2 separate regions of the Capra hircus genome follow, and region 1 is linked to region 2. The links are chromatin contacts, called in public Hi-C maps. All regions are on one chromosome and are shown on one strand. The core of a region is the stretch at or near the end of the contact, and the rest is flanking DNA. Distances in the headings are between cores, read along the strand shown.

Evidence for each region. A called contact is a pair of places that touch in the nucleus more often than the background predicts.
Region 1: a Hi-C map of blood shows a contact between it and region 2, with 2.4 times the contacts expected there. The contact joins two enhancer-like sites. A contact is called at or near these places in 2 of 5 Hi-C or Micro-C datasets (both in blood).

What each region holds. Positions count from the first base shown.
Region 1 is chr15:39,431,837-39,435,068 of ARS1.2, forward strand. All of the region lies in intron 3 of SWAP70 (switch-associated protein 70), which reads left to right. Among named protein-coding and RNA genes, the nearest start is that of SWAP70, 49 kb to the left of the region's middle. Within about 2 kb of position 1,300, at least 4 of the 5 cell types and tissues checked have an H3K27ac peak or open chromatin away from gene starts, as enhancers often do.
Region 2 is chr15:39,312,940-39,316,143 of ARS1.2, forward strand. No RefSeq gene overlaps it. Among named protein-coding and RNA genes, the nearest start is that of WEE1, 30 kb to the left of the region's middle. Within about 2 kb of position 1,817, at least 5 of the 5 cell types and tissues checked have an H3K27ac peak or open chromatin away from gene starts, as enhancers often do.

The DNA.
Region 1 (3,232 bases), core at 50-2,549, 120 kb after region 2:
GTTAGATTTTGCTTCCTTCCTAAGTACTTGTTAAAGTACTTTTATGGTTCAGTTCAGTTCAGTCGCTCAGTTGTGTCCGACTCTTTGCGACCCCATGTACTAAGTATTAAAAAACCTGTATTTGGAACTAGTTTTAGGCTTACAGATTTTTAATAAAATTAAGTGTGAAAACATACACATTTAAAAGAAAATTGAAGTATAATGTCTTAATTTGTCACATATGAGTTTGATTTGTAATATTACCAGTTGATTTTATGCTTTATAAATTTAGAGTAATCTTTATGTTTCCAGTAAGTCATTTATCATAATGATCATTTGCATTTTAAGTCCAAAATGTGCTTTTTTTTAATATTTTTTAAAATTTTATTTTATTTATTTATTAATTTTTATTTTTACTTTATTTTACTTTACAATACTGTATTGGTTCTACCATACATTGACATGAATCCACCACAGGTAATGTTTTTAAGTGAGATTTTATTCTCCACCTTTGATTAATACTGTATTAGACATAAGTAACAGTGGTAGTTATATGACTAACATAAGTGGTATAGATAAATTTGCTTTTGATTCAGTTTCCTATCACCCAGAAAGTAGTATCAAGAACATTGAATAAATAAGTGACTTACATCACGAAAGTCCAGAACTAGCGTGTCCCCATTTGAGATGGTTCCAAAAGTTTTGTTGAATGGTTTTCCTGGAAATGTGTGTGTGTGAAGTATAGTTTTTACATTAGTATTAATTTCCCACTGAGCCAAGAACAAAACAGGATGTGTCTGTTGCTAATTTGGAAGAATTGCCTTCATGCAGTTAAATCTCAAACCTGAAAGAGTTTTAAGAGATCCTCAGTGAAATAAAATCTGAATTAAGTCCATAAAGACCCTCTTTAATGATTACAGGGAAAGAACTTTTAACAAAGAAATTTCAGAGCCAGAGGCCTCAAAAATCACATGCAGCTTGAAAGTTTATTCTTTGTTATTTTTGGTGCAACTTGCCTTGGAAGGAGGAAGTAAGCTGCTTCCTGAAATTGAATGAGCTCTTAGAATTGGTGCAGGCCACTCAGACTAACCCAGCAACACGTGATTTATTCTTTAGTATGATCAAATAGTTGAGAATGGGAATGTTTGTCTCTCCTTGGCCCAGTATAATGAACTAAGAGGTTCTTAAGTTATTTGGTTGTGATAAGTATGTGATTGTGTTCAAAGTCAACAGGAAATGAATCTAGATTAGTTACCTGGCACAGGCACTGGGAATGCAGAGCAGAAACTGGGCCCTGATGACAGACTCTGAAGGGCTGGGGAGGGCATGTTCAGAAAGGTTCAGGAGGAACCTGGAGAGCTGCCTCTAGAAGAGCTCAGTTTGCTGCAGACAGGAAACATTGTAAAAGACGTTCCAATACACTAGGGGAATTGAAGCTCCAGTATACAAGAGGAACTGAGGGGCACAAGGTCATTCCCAGCTGTTTCCTGGCTTGTACTAATGGTCAGTCAGTTGCACTGTCTTGTCACACCCACTTTTTGTCATCCTGTCCATACATGTGGCCACGCCCATAACCTCACTGCTAAAACTTCTAGGAGTGCCTATAGAGCTTTTATCCCAAGTTGTGATCAGGCAGCATGGGCCCTTTTTCTGCTGCCTTAGGGAGATTGAATTTCTGTGCATGAGAACGCCTCTGAGTTACTTTACTTTGGTCAATTGTTTATATAATTAAGTTTTTCTTTCTTGTGCCTTATTGCTTTACATTTTTTCCCCCCTTCTCTTTTGTATCCTGTTCTCTCTGTCCCTCTTCTCTTTTTTCTTCTTGATTTCCTTTTTTCTCTTTTTCCACTTCCTGTCCCTGTTACTTCTTTTTAAAAGCCACGAACTTACCTGGTGGTCAGGTGGTTAAGAATTCTCCTGCCAGCGCAGGGGATATGGGTCCGATCCCTAGTCTGGGGAGATCGCACATGCTGAAGGGAGCTAAGCCCATGTGTCACAACCTGCATGGCATAACTGCTGAAGGCCGTGTGCCCTGGAGCTTGTGCTCTGTAGCGAGAGGAGCCACCGCAGTGAGAAGCCCTCCCACTGCAGCTGGAGAGTAGCTCCTGCTTGCTGCAAGTGGAGAAAGCCCGTGTGCGGCAGCAAAGACTCGGCACAGGCAAAAAATAATTTTTTAAAACAAGAAAATAATATCTGTTAAACTTAACAGCAGATACACAAGCTTAACAGGTACATCTCCAACAAGAGAAAGGAAAGACCGGAGTATGTTTTTCTCCAGCGAGTAAACATTTGTTGAACACCCCACTGTATGCTAGATTTAGGGTATTAGATAATCTGCATACTGGAGGAGCTTATAATATCTCATCAAATTACATCAATAGAGCTCTTGATATTTTTTGACCTTGTGATGTTTTGTGAGTGTGTATTTCTTTGCAAACATGTTTTTCCTATTGTTCACATTCTTTTCCTATTAAAGTATGTTATTTCACAAACAACATTATAACCAAGTTGGAATTGCAAAGAAGAGAAAGAAATTAGTTCATAATCCTATCTGTAACAAAATTGACTGTAATATTTTCCTCTAGTATTTGTCAGAATATTTACATAATCTTTATGCAATGGAAATCATAGGTAAATTTAATTTTGCATTCTACCTCATTCTATGTTATTTCATGAACGCTTTCTTAAATGTAATTTGAAATGGTGCAGAAGGAAGTAGCATTGATTGAGTACCTGTTATGCCAGACGTTGTGCACAGTGTTCTATTTTTGTCCCATTTTATCCCCATGGGAGTCCTATATGATGAGTTTTATTATACCCATTTCTTTGATGAGAAAATTGAGGTTTAGCTTGGTTTATTTCCATTTCATTAACTGAGCTCTACTACATCTGTGTACGATGCTGAATTCTGGAGATTCAAAGATGGGTGGGACATTGTCCCTCCTATAAGGAGTTCAAAAAATCAGCAAGGGGCAGCATTTGAAAATAGAGATACTTTCTGTACAGTATACCGAGTTCAAAAGAGCACACCTGACCTGGGTCAGAGCTCTTTTACCAGAGCAGTGCTTTTCAGACTTAAACGTGCATAGGGAATTACCTGGGGTTCTTGTTAAAATGCAGATCCTGATTTGTGGGTCTTTGGTGGGATATGACTGAGTAGAGAAATGGAGAAAGGTAATCTCAACAGGACAGCATGGGGCAAGGCATAGAAGCATGAAAAAGTGTGTTACATGGGTACTTATAATCTCTCGCA
Region 2 (3,204 bases), core at 567-3,066:
TTTAAATAGAGAATTGGCATGATCTGATCCAGACTTAGAGGAAAGAGGACTCGAGGATGACTCCAAGTCTGGGGCCTGAGCAAATCAAAGAACTGACTTGCTATTAACTGAGATAAAGACTGTTAGAAAAACAGTCTTGTGCGTGGTGTGTGCGTGTGTGTGTCTGGAGAAGGAGAGATGGAAAACAAGCAGTCGGATTTGGGCATTTATGTTTGATATCCATTTGAAGAGGTCAGAGGACAGACAAATATTTGAGTCTGAAGTTCAGGGAAGAGGTTGGGGTTAGGGATCTGTTTTGAGAATCATTAACATAGTGATGGCATTTAAAACCACAGAAGTGAATAAACTAACTCAAGATCTTTTTTTGCTTTTACTTTGAAGATCCTTTCCCTAAACTGTGACAGTACTTTAATTCATATCTATAGAATCTTTATTTTGCAACAGACTGAGTGTGCTGAAAATGAAGAAGTGGCATTTTACGTCTGGCTAACTGCAACTCTGGGAAAAGGATGAGGTGAAGCAATCTTTTTGCAGTCACTTTCCATTGAAGTTAAGGACTTTGTTAATTGGGTGAAGATAAAATAACATATATTTGACAATATTACTTCAGCTTAATGAATTTATCATTGTCTTAAGATGCATATAAATCAATTTTTTAAATATTCAAAGTATTATTGTGAGCATTATTTTATTGCTTTGCTAACATCATGCATTACAATTTTATGGCATTTCTGCAACTTTAGTAGATGTATGGTGCTATGTCAAAGTTTTTTTTTAATAAAAGTATAATTTATTTACAATATTATGTTAGTTTCAGGTGTACAATACAGTGATGCAATATTTTTCAAAGTTGTTTGAAGTTTAAAATGTTTGATTATCTGGAACAATGAAAATTTCCTCCTATACTTGTGTACTAATTTTATTTCTCCTCTTGAATTACATACTTCTTTGTAAATTGAGTTAGTGGAATCTTTGGTTTTTTTTAGATATATATTTAAACAAAATTTTATACATTTGAGGGATTTTCTGTTTGTTGTTTTGTGTAAACAGTTTTCTTTTAAAAATCCTGTCCAGTTTTTGAATCCTTTGCAGTTTCTTGTTTCAAAGCTTTGGGAATGCTGACATATACCCATAAATCTGTTTTATCCTATTTAATATAGTGTTTCTATGAAGTTCTTAAAAATATTTAGAATTTTAATCCACATGGAATTTATTTTGATGTATAAGTAGACCTTCTTTTTTTCCCTCCAAATGTTCATTCATGTATGCGAGCATTCCTCACTAAGTAACCCCGTTTTACACCCGTGTTTAGGAATATTAATTTACTATGTGTCACATCGGGGTTTTCGACATACACACACGTTTGTTCAGTCTCATTCCTTTCAGTTGATCTCAGCTTCTATTTTTGGCTCTGGTTTCAGCCCCAGCCTAGCAGTAGAAACGAACATTTTGCCCCCTGCAGGCTGCCTTGGTCCCACAGGATCTGAGAAGCCTGGGGCCGGGCCTAGAATCTGCCCTCCGAGCCCGCAGCCCGGGTGTGTGTGTGTGTGTGGCGGGGGGGTGGTGGTGGTGGTGGTGGGGTGTGTGTGGGGGGGCGGCGGTGGGGGGGGGCGGGGCGCCATGTGTCGCTCTGTCTCTGCAGGAGGATTTGGGGCGCTTTTGACAGGCCTCCTTCTGCCCAGGTCTCCTGGAGTCTCCGGTTTCCCCAATCGCACGTCTCTAGTGCCTCTAAGAGCTGGGCCTGTACCCGGCTGTCAGGAAGTAACTGTCCCCTTCGGGCTCTCCCTTTAGCATCTTTCTTTCCAGTTCCGTGATGAGGTCACGTGGTTCTCGCCCTCCATGCGGAATTCCGCCGCACCAGGCGCTGCGCCCGGATAGGTTCTAGGAGCTGACTTTTCAGTCAGCAGCTTCCTGCGTTTTTCCCACTTCCTCGGCCGCCCCCCATCCTTCTCAGCACATCACAGACTGTACCCACTCCTAACAAGGAGCTCACTGTTGAAATGTTGTTGAAACAGACACCGTTCAAACATGAAAAATAAAATATGTTATTTATTCAGCAGACGCATACATACAGAACGTGTGCCAGATGCTATTGTCAGATGAGTCTCGGACTGAGTCAGGCCGGGGATTCTCGAACCGGCCAAGTTTGGTGGCCAAAGCGGAAATGAGGTTTGGGGGCCATCTCAGGGAATGAGAAGCGAGCGGGGAGAGGGGTCGTCCTGGAGTCGTCAGCGATGAGGAACAGGCTGGCGCGTGCGCCCCTCTGCTCATGGTCTCCCTTCAGTCCGCGAGCCGCCGGGGAAGAGGGTGTTCGGGAACCGCACCGTCTCGGGCCTGGCGCCGCTCCGCCCGGCGCCGAGGCCTGTCGGGAGCCGGCGCCGAAAGGCGGCCCCACCGCCGCCACGCCCGGCGCGCCCCTCCGCGCGGGAATGCCGCGCGCTCCCTGGTCTCGGCCGGGCCTGCCGGCGCGCCCAGGCGGGGGAGCTCGCGGGCAGGATATTCCGCGGTTGGCCGCGGCCGCGCCGGCCGCCTACGCCCGGGCGCGTCAGGGCTCCTCCCCAGGGCGCTCACCCAGAGCGCCCTCGAGGGCTGCGCCACGCGCTCAGGACCGTGCTGGTTATTTTTTTAGACACTGGCTGACAGTCTACGTCCGGAAAACCCAGTGATAATTGGAGAGAGTAAAACTTAAAATATAGGTGAGCCAACCAGCGGTTGCAGCATTTCCGTGGAAAAAAAAAAAAAAACCCGAAAAGCACAGGCGCCTTCCAATGCCTGGGCCCCGGGACCCGCCAGTGCAGGACCCACTGTCTTAGAAGGGCCATTGGGGGTTCGGCCTTGCTGCAGGGATAGGGGACCTCTGGGATGGAAGACCCCTTTTAACGTGCTCCTGGACCTGTAGGGGCGTTTACTGTCTCTTTGGAGAACATACATAACAACAAAGTCTCTGAATTCAGTATTTCTTTTAAATTAATCTGTACTTACTTGTTTGTACTTATTAATCAGAAACCTATCAACAGATGAAAAAGAATGTTCACGTCATACACAATGTATTTAGCAGATGCAGCAGGAGTTTTTAATCTAGGGGTACAGGGCCAAGTAAGTTTGTCTAGGATTTAAGGAGTCCATGACAACCCTGAAATGCCTTTTTCTAGTAAGAAATTCGGTAGCTGTTATGATGACCAATGTACATAACCTTAATTTGGT